Regions from separate parts of the Hordeum vulgare genome. Here region 1 is linked to region 2. Evidence: chromatin contacts called from public Hi-C data. All regions are on one chromosome and are shown on one strand. Each heading gives the region's core, a stretch centred on a gene start, on an enhancer-like site or on the middle of the called end of the contact. The rest is flanking DNA. Distances are from core to core; before and after follow the strand shown.

Region 1 (4,527 bases), core at 1,810-4,309, 140 kb before region 2:
CAGGGGTTCCCGCGCGGGCGGTCAACATGCTGCTCTCGACTGAGAACAGGAGCGGTAGCAGGGCACCAGCAACGATTGTGCAAGGGGCTGTGGTGGTCCAAGGCTGCTGCAGTGCTGCTAGGGATGCGCGAGGCGCGACGGCCTTGGCAGGGCGGCAGGGTTCGTGCGAAGGGAGCTCAGGCTGCAGGTGGAGTGCAGCACGAGCGAGGTCCTGCTGGCGGCGGGGCGAAGCCATGCGAGGGATGCGGCGTGGAGGCAAGCTCAGGGGCCGACGAGGGGGTTAGCTGCGGGTTGGCCAGAAGAGGCACTAGGAAACTCTGGCGGGGTAGAGGATCTCGGCGCACGCAGAAGGGATGCGGCGGCGCTAGCTCTGGTGGCCGGAGGGGCTGAGGAGAGTCATGGAGAGGGGGCCTCACGATGCGGGAAGAGGGAGGCACCGCAAAAGGCTGTCAACCATGGGGGTCGGGGCCTCCTTTGTGGTCTCGTGCGAGGGGCGCTGTGTGGCGGCGGGCACGGGAACGAGAGGGGATCGGGAGGAAACGCTGGGAGGACGAGGAACACGGGATCGAGGAGGAGAGGCATCGGGCCGGGGCGCTAGGGCAGGGGGGAGCTGGGCCTGCTCCCTCCCCATATTAGGTTTTTTTAAAACTCTTAAAACAGAAACCTTTTTTTTAAATAAAGAAAGGCTTTTAACAAAGAGAAAATAAATAAATAAATAAATAAAAATGCCTTTGCTCCTTTAAAAATACACCCCAACTTTAAAAATAGTTTGGGCATTTTTAAAAGAAATAAAATAAAACCTTTTGAAGAATTAAAATTAAAACCCGTTTACAAAAGAATAAAAAAATCAAACCCCTTTTATAAATAAAAGCGTCTCTAGTTTTAAAAAAATAAGGAAGGAAAAAAATAAAGCAAAACCTAGGGGTTTCCCCCACATTTAATAAAATGATTTTCTTTAAAAGAAGACGAATCTTTATTTTTTAAAAAATAGGGGTTAAAACGGAACTTTAGCAAAACCAAAAAAACGAAATAAGAGGGAGAGAGAGGAAGAGTTCCTATCGCACTAAGACTCGGTGAGCACTCGAAGCACACACACTCAAAACACCACACACGACAGACGATGCAAGATGCCATGCATGATGCGACGATGCAAACTAAATGATGATGCAACAAATAAAACTAACCACACGACGGAAACGGAAATAAAGGGGAATCTTCTGGGGCGTCGGCATCGGGCTGTCACAAACGCGCGGACCCATTTCCGGCCCAAATTTGGGACTGAAATACGCCGGCGCGGACGCAAAGCGCATGCGCGTGCGCACTCTCGGTGTCCGCCTCAATTATCCGCGGTCAACAGAATTAATGATGACCGCCCTCCCCGGGCCCATGCGTCAGTGACTGCGGTCGGCCTTTTTTAATCCGAGCGTGCAGTGGGGTTCGGCCTCATCTGCTTCCAGACCTCCGTCCCCATCTCGCCACCTCTCTGCTCCCTCGTCGGTGACCAAACCCTAGCCAGCAGCCATGGACGGCTTCTTCGGCAAGAACAAGGGCAAGGCCCCCGCCGTCCATCCCCGCGGGCTCGCCACGAGATCATCATCCCGCCGGCCTCGTCAGCGGACCAACGTCCTGGTTCACCAAGCGAAGTGGCGCTGGGAGCACCGCATCTCGCTGCTGTACCTGTACATGACCCTCCGCACGACTGGCATCTGGATCTGAAGAGGATCCCGGTGCCGGCCGTGCTACGGTTGGCGCGGACGTACGCGGAGGAGGTGAGTCGCCGGCGGCGGCAGCTGATGCCGGAGCAGCGGCTCAACCCCATCTACGTGGCCGACTCTCCCCACCGGGAGGTCTGGTTCGCGTTCGAGTATGAGGAGCAGCGCCGACGCGGTGTGCGCGATGTGCAACCAGACCCTCCGCCGCCCCAGCCAGTTGTTCACGACGAGGACCAAGAGGCGGAAGCCGCCTATCAGGCGGCGCTCGCAGCCGTGCTCCTCGATAGCGAGGAGGAAGAGCGGCACAAGGCCGAGGAGGAGGATGCGACATACGAGGCACAACTCGCGGAGGCCATCGACCATCTCGCTGTCCGCCGCCGCCGCCGTCGACGTGCCGCCTCCGTCGAAGAGCGAGCCGCAGCTGGAGGTCTACCAGTGGACTGGCTGCCTCCGCGAGTGGGTCAGCGCGCCGCCCATCTGGTTGAGCGCGACACCACAACAGGAGGCCTTCTACCTCCAGTACTGGAGGGCGTTGCACCTGGCGGAGGAGCGTGCCGACGGCGCACGACAGATGAAGCTGGAGTGGGAGGCAGAGGAGGAATGGCTGGAGATGAAGGAGGAGGAGCGCGCCCGTGCTACACTGCCACCGCCACCAACACAACCCACACCGGCGGGACATACGAGGGAGGCGCGGGCAGCGACGCTCTGGAACACGGCGTTCCCTTAGACCGGCCCTGCGCCGATGCTGGTTGACCTCACCGTCCCCGACGTCGACGACGAGGACACCTAGGGCAGCCGCATAATTTAGGTTTTTTAATGTTTAATTAATATAATGGGGACCCGTGGACTCTCGCCGGATTTCATGACCGACTTTAATATTTAATTAATGTTTATTTTTATTTTTGAAAAATGTTTGAATTTTTTTCATGCGCCGTCAAAATAGATCGGGGCAGCGTTGGACGCATACGTCGAGCCAAACACAGAAACGAACGTTCGTGTCCGGCAGACCGACCCGAACGAACAAAAAACAAACAAAATCACAGTCCGTTCGGATCGACCGGTTCTAGTTGCTCTTATACGGTAAAAATGATATGCGCTCTCTCGCTCATTTTCTCCCATGTATACGTTGTACGTATCTCCGTGGAGCTGCAGTTACCAGTGTCTAGTGGTAGACCCCTCATTTAGGTTGGCTGAGAACCAGATGCCTCCGGTGTGCGAGTGGTTGGTGTTTCCTTCTCTTCCTTTTCCTTTCACATCACCGCTAATTTTACTCACTCCACCATTGCTGGGTGGAAATGTCAAAGAGAAAAGCATATACTATCGCTGAGTGGAACTACTAACCAGGAGAGAGAAGGCGAGATAGATTAGGTGGTAGTCTGACTCCGCACGCTTCTCCCCTCCCCCTCCCCCTTCTCTCGTCTCGTCCCCCTCTCCCTTCCAAATCGAAATCCCCCACCCATACTGAGCCAGTGAGCTCCACACTCCTCCCCAGCTCGCCCCGGCGTCCCGGCACCGGGTGGATCTGTCAGGGCGCGGGCGCGCGTGCGCGGCTTGAGGAGCAGAGGCGAGGACTTTCCTCTATCTTGCCGTGATTTGCTAGCCTGTTCTTGAGATTTCTCCGCTTGGATCGACCCGTGAGTTCCTTTTCCTGCCTCTCACCCCCTGTGCAGCTCTCCTCTTTCTTCTTCTCTTGCGACGGTAAGGGCGTGGACTGTGTGTGGATCTCCTTTTGGATAATTTCCTTCTTCTCGCGCTGTTCATGCTGGATCTTAGCTATTTCTCCTTTGATGCCCATGTTGGTCTTGATAATTAACCACACGGAGAAGATTCTTGGTCTGCTTCCTGCTCGCCTTTCGTAGATTTGGTGCAGATTATGCCCTTTCTTTCTAATTTTGTGCTTTGCTAGCTAGGTAGCGCTACTTTATTTTCACAGGCTGAAGGAAAAAAAAAATCCCCTTTTGGGCCAGAGAGAGGCCGAGATTATGCAGCAAAATCCTTGTGTTGATTTCCCACCACATATGTTCCCTGGTTAAACTACCCCTCCCCCCTCCCTTTCTCCATTTTTCTGTCTATTTATTTCCCCATCAACCAAGCAGTACCAGATAAGCTAACCTCATGTGCTTAGCAACTGTTCATCTCTTGTTACCTCATACTGCTTTGTGCGAATCCTTGCAGGAGCTGTGTGATCTGTGTAAGCTTCCCACTAATCCACTTCTTGATTTGCCCACCAACCCACTTGTGCTTGGGACTACTGATATTTCATGTGGTTTCGTCTTCGACTAATCTAAGAGCAACCCGTCTTCCATTCCTCCCCTTCTCTTCCCCTCTCCACTCCAATCACTCCTGCATCTCCCTTCCACATAAAATGACACGATAGATTCCCCAAGAAGAGCTCGTCTGATGGGTGGACATGAAATAACATGGGTCTTGGTTTCTGTTTGCAGGTGCCTGATGAGGTAGTTGGGGGCAGCCAAGGAAGCAAAGGTTCTTGCTTTCCACCGGGTGAACTTACTACCTCGTTACATTCACCAGATCGATGCTACCAAGTGATCATCCTTCAGGCCCCTCGTGCTCCTCCCAGTCTGTGGTCCGGGTTGTGGGTGCTGATCCAGGGACGTTCCACGCCGCCGACTTGCCGGAGTCGGCAGGCCAAGGTCCTGTGGATCTTGTCCCACCGTGCCCCACCTTCTCCATAAGGTGAGAAATAAGAGGGACCTTTCTGATTACTGGTTTAGTACCTTCTGATATGGTTTAGCAGCTCGGGGTTTATTATCTTCTTAAAATGGTTGATTTGCGTCTTTCCGTTTATCATCTT
Region 2 (3,980 bases), core at 745-3,244:
AAATGGTTTGAGCTCTCAACGAACGATACAACCAAGCTACTCACTTGAGAGCCCCCTTGATAGTACGACAATCGATCCTATAACCTGGTCTCCCAACTACTACCATTAGACCGATAAAATAGAAAAACCACAAAGGGCAAACCTATACCTTGAACATAGTATACTTGAGATAGATGATGACGATCTTGACTTGTGTTGGCTCGATGAAGACTTGTTGATTGCTCTCCCATACTCCAATATGGGTGAGCCACTCTTTGACACATCTACACAAGCCCATTGTCACCACAATGGATGGCAAGCTTCAAGCATGATCTTTTCGTGATGCTCCACTTGAACTTGCACACCGCAATCTTGATGACGATCACCACTTGTTGTCATCCTCCATGGGTTGTATGAGATCTTCCTCTTGACACAAGCCCATGTAAACATACCTAACCCTACACAGAACTCTCACGTAGACCATGAGTTAGTATACAAAGCGTAATGGATAATGATTACCATACCGTGGGATCACTTGATCCCTCTCGGTACATCTTGTTCACTTTGCGTGTTGATCAACTTGATTCACTCTTTGACTTAGTCTTGATCAACCTTGTATCTTATCTTCTATCTTCATAAAGATGATGCCTTGAAGGTAAACATGAATGTTCACACGATCTTCTTCTTCGAGACATGCTTGCAATAAGCTCAACTCTCACATGATCAATCTTTAGATAAAACCTTGGATACCACCTTGGTCATCATATAAACTCCTTGAAACCAACAAATGGACTTCAAAAAGTGCCTATGGACAAATCATTCGAATATAACTCAAGGAAACCATTAGTCCATAGGGTTTGTCATCAATTACCAAAATCACACATGAAAAAATATGCTCTCACAATTGGTACATCGCGGGTGGTTGGCGGTGGCACCGAAGCTCGATGACTCCCCCTCCAAGGTCAAAAAAGGGACGGGGTGTTATGCACATCGCCAGGACTGACGAGCTACCATGGCAGCCAGCTACTCGACGAGCTACCATGACGAAGGAGGAGACGCGTTCTTGGCGAGGAAGAAAATGAGTGGATCGTCTCTAAAGAGATAATTAAACACATTAAGCATTGCTAGAATGGTGGCCAACCAGCTACACCACGTGGCACAAGCTGGTCGGTCGCAGTGAGAAAGTTTTTGATTTTTCTATAGTTATTTTCAAAATGAAAGTGAGACTTTTTTTCCTTTTCATGAAAAGTTAGTTTAGGTTTATTTTTTTTGTTTGAGATGGATGTGATGTTCACATGATATTTTTTTAATTTTAAGATAAAGGTTGATGCGCACATCTTTCTTTTAGGGCATGAACCATGGAGACATCTCCTCCATGCGGCCTCAACTATTTATCTAATCAAAAAATAACGAGGCCACCGTTTCTGAATTTTTCTAGCCAACCATAGCTGCACCTTGTGGACCCATCATGCAACACTTCTCTTCCCGCATGCATGCATGTCATTCTCCTTCCTCTCTGAATCTCTCTCCTCGCATGCATCAATCATCCTTCGGTCCATTTTTCTTCTTTCTCTGTCTTTTCACGTCTGAAGATGTCAATTCTTCTATAAGCTACACCTTCATCTACAGGGTTATAGCTTTTAGTTCGAGCCTAGGTCCGAACCTAGCTGGACCGGGGGGGGGGGGGGAGAGCAGGTTGAGGCTACCCGTTAGGCATGCTCTTAAGCGGCCCGCAACGACGGAATCCAACTACTAGTATATGGTAAAGGAAAGCCGGTCGTTCCATGGGTGGACCCACGTGCAAACGAACGCATACGTCAATGAATGGTGCGACCGGCCCAAAACTCAGCCGGTCAACCGAATATAATCGTTTTCCTATTATTTATCTATTTTCTGTGTTTTAAAAATCCTGTGAATCAAAGAGGACCTGAATGAGATCGGACGGTGGGCGCTCCCTCTTATGCCTCTCGCTTGCAGGCTGCTCCCAGAGAAAAGGAAAGATAACTTCCCGGACAAAGATCCCTTCTCCTTTCTTCGTTTCGTGCTTTCCCCTCCTTCCTAGCGCGCGCAGACTTGTCCGCCACTTCACGGAAATTCCCCAAGAATACTTCTACATATATATACGCCGCCTGCCTCCGCTGCGGTGTTCCTAGTTTCCACTCATCCGCCGCTGCACCCAAATCACCGCCCTCCGAAGCTTCGTCGCGCAAGGTACGTAGTTTTCCTCCCGCTTCCTCCAATTCGGTGCAATTTTCCATGGAAACTTCGCCTGGTGCGCGCCAAGAATTCGCATTCTTGGTGCTGATGGCAGCTTGTGCGGTAGTTTCTGGGATTTGCCGCCCAGCCTGGGCATTCCTCGGGGTGCCAAGTAGTCTTACTGCCACCAGGCTTATAAATTGGGGTGTTTGTTGGGAGAATCATCATAGCCAAACCCTAGAAATCTAGTTGCCTGCGGCCGAATTGAGATTCTTCTTCTTTCGCTTAGGATTGACAGTCTTAGTTTAAGGATTCTGGGATTAGGATGGATCAATTGGATTTTACAACCAGGGGCGGGGATTTTCGCCAGCAGTCTGCAAGGTTGCTTCTGGATTCCTCTCTCATTGGGGTTAGAGGGGGGAATTTAACCGAATTACAGTGTACACAGGCTAAAATTGCTGCTAGCTTGAATCATGCTGCTTGGGAGCAGAATCCAAGTGGATTTCTTCCAAAGTCGCCTTGCCACGACTATGCTGTTGCCCGCAAGTTAGCTCTACCATGCTCACCGACACAAGGAAAGTATCTTGTCCACACATCACCAAGGAAAGCATATCGACCGAGGAGGTGGAGAAGAGTGGGGAGGGAATTAAGAGTCAACCCATTAGATCTGGATGTCAATTTCTTGGTGCTAGCCACTGGCTACTCATTAGGGATAGTATCAAAGAATTTAGACCAAAGGACATTATGTCCCAGCTTTATTGCAAGCAAATGCTTAGTGGGGTCAGTGATAGGTTCACATCGGAATGGGAAAAGGATTAGGGTGAAGGATTTTGGTTTGGGTGGCGTAGGTTGCAAGACACGTCGATGGGCTATTAGGACCAAGGGAGAGACATCCTTCGGTGAATCTTACCTGATGACATCTGATGCAGGTGATGCTTTTAGCAACAACAGGCATCAAACAATGTCGATGAGTTACGACGGGTCTCAAAGTGAGGATCGGCAAAGTGAGGAGGTTCAGTCAGCATACAAAAAGTTCAGTGCAGGGGATGAGGACGTGATAAGGGGTTTTGTAAATTTGGATGAAAATGAAGAGCAAAATGAAGAAAATGAGTGGAGTTGGGTGCCCCAAGAGGAGGATCCTCTTGCTCGATCAGCTTCTTCGCTTGAGAAAGCACAAGAAGTTCTTGAAAAATTCTTCAAGAAAAATGATGTTCTTGAAAGTGGTATGTTCTTTTCTTTGTTACGTTATGCTCTTTCTGCTTTCATATTACTGGGTAGTACTAGTAATCAATAGGCACCTTTTCCCCACTGCTTGTGAACCATCGACAAACTATGATAGCTTGTTGGTTTTACTACTATGGTAAGTGCTGCAACCTTTAATTGCTGTTGGGACTTAACCTGTGCTGAGCAGTATCAATTGCCCCTGACAACCTGATGCTACTATGTTTCAGATTTCATAATAAATCTGTTGATTCCTACTGAGCAATTGGCTACTGCTAATTTAAGGGTGATAGGTAGTGTATGTGATAATATTTAGTTACAGCTCCAGTCCTTGCAATATACTCCCTCCGTTCCAAAATATATTAGGGATTTCACTAGGAGACTACATACGGAGCAAAATGAGTGAATCTATACTCTAAAATATGTCTATGTACATCTGTATATAGTTTATAGTACAATCTCTAAAAGGTCTTATATTTAGGAACGGAGGGAGTATTTCTGTATTATTGAGCGCTGTTAATGAATAAATACACTATTAAAAAAATATGTCTTGGTATTTTATTTTCATTGTCCGGCCGTGAAGA

Evidence for each region. Hi-C and Micro-C count contacts between places; a contact is called where the count stands out from the background.
Region 1: a contact with region 2 is called in a Hi-C map of leaf, with 4 times the contacts expected there. The contact joins the promoter of LOC123426979 here to the promoter of LOC123426978 in region 2. A contact is called at or near these places in 4 of 6 Hi-C or Micro-C datasets (leaf and seedling).

What each region holds. Positions count from the first base shown.
Region 1 is chr2H:521,251,895-521,256,421 of MorexV3_pseudomolecules_assembly, reverse strand. It overlaps LOC123426979, which reads left to right and starts at 3,059. Exons shown (of 4, transcript XM_045110900.1): 1 at 3,059-3,346; 2 at 4,157-4,409. The coding sequence starts at 4,249.
Region 2 is chr2H:521,109,562-521,113,541 of MorexV3_pseudomolecules_assembly, reverse strand. LOC123426978 reads left to right here and starts at 1,994. Exons shown (of 3, transcript XM_045110899.1): 1 at 1,994-2,190; 2 at 3,105-3,398. The coding sequence starts at 3,137.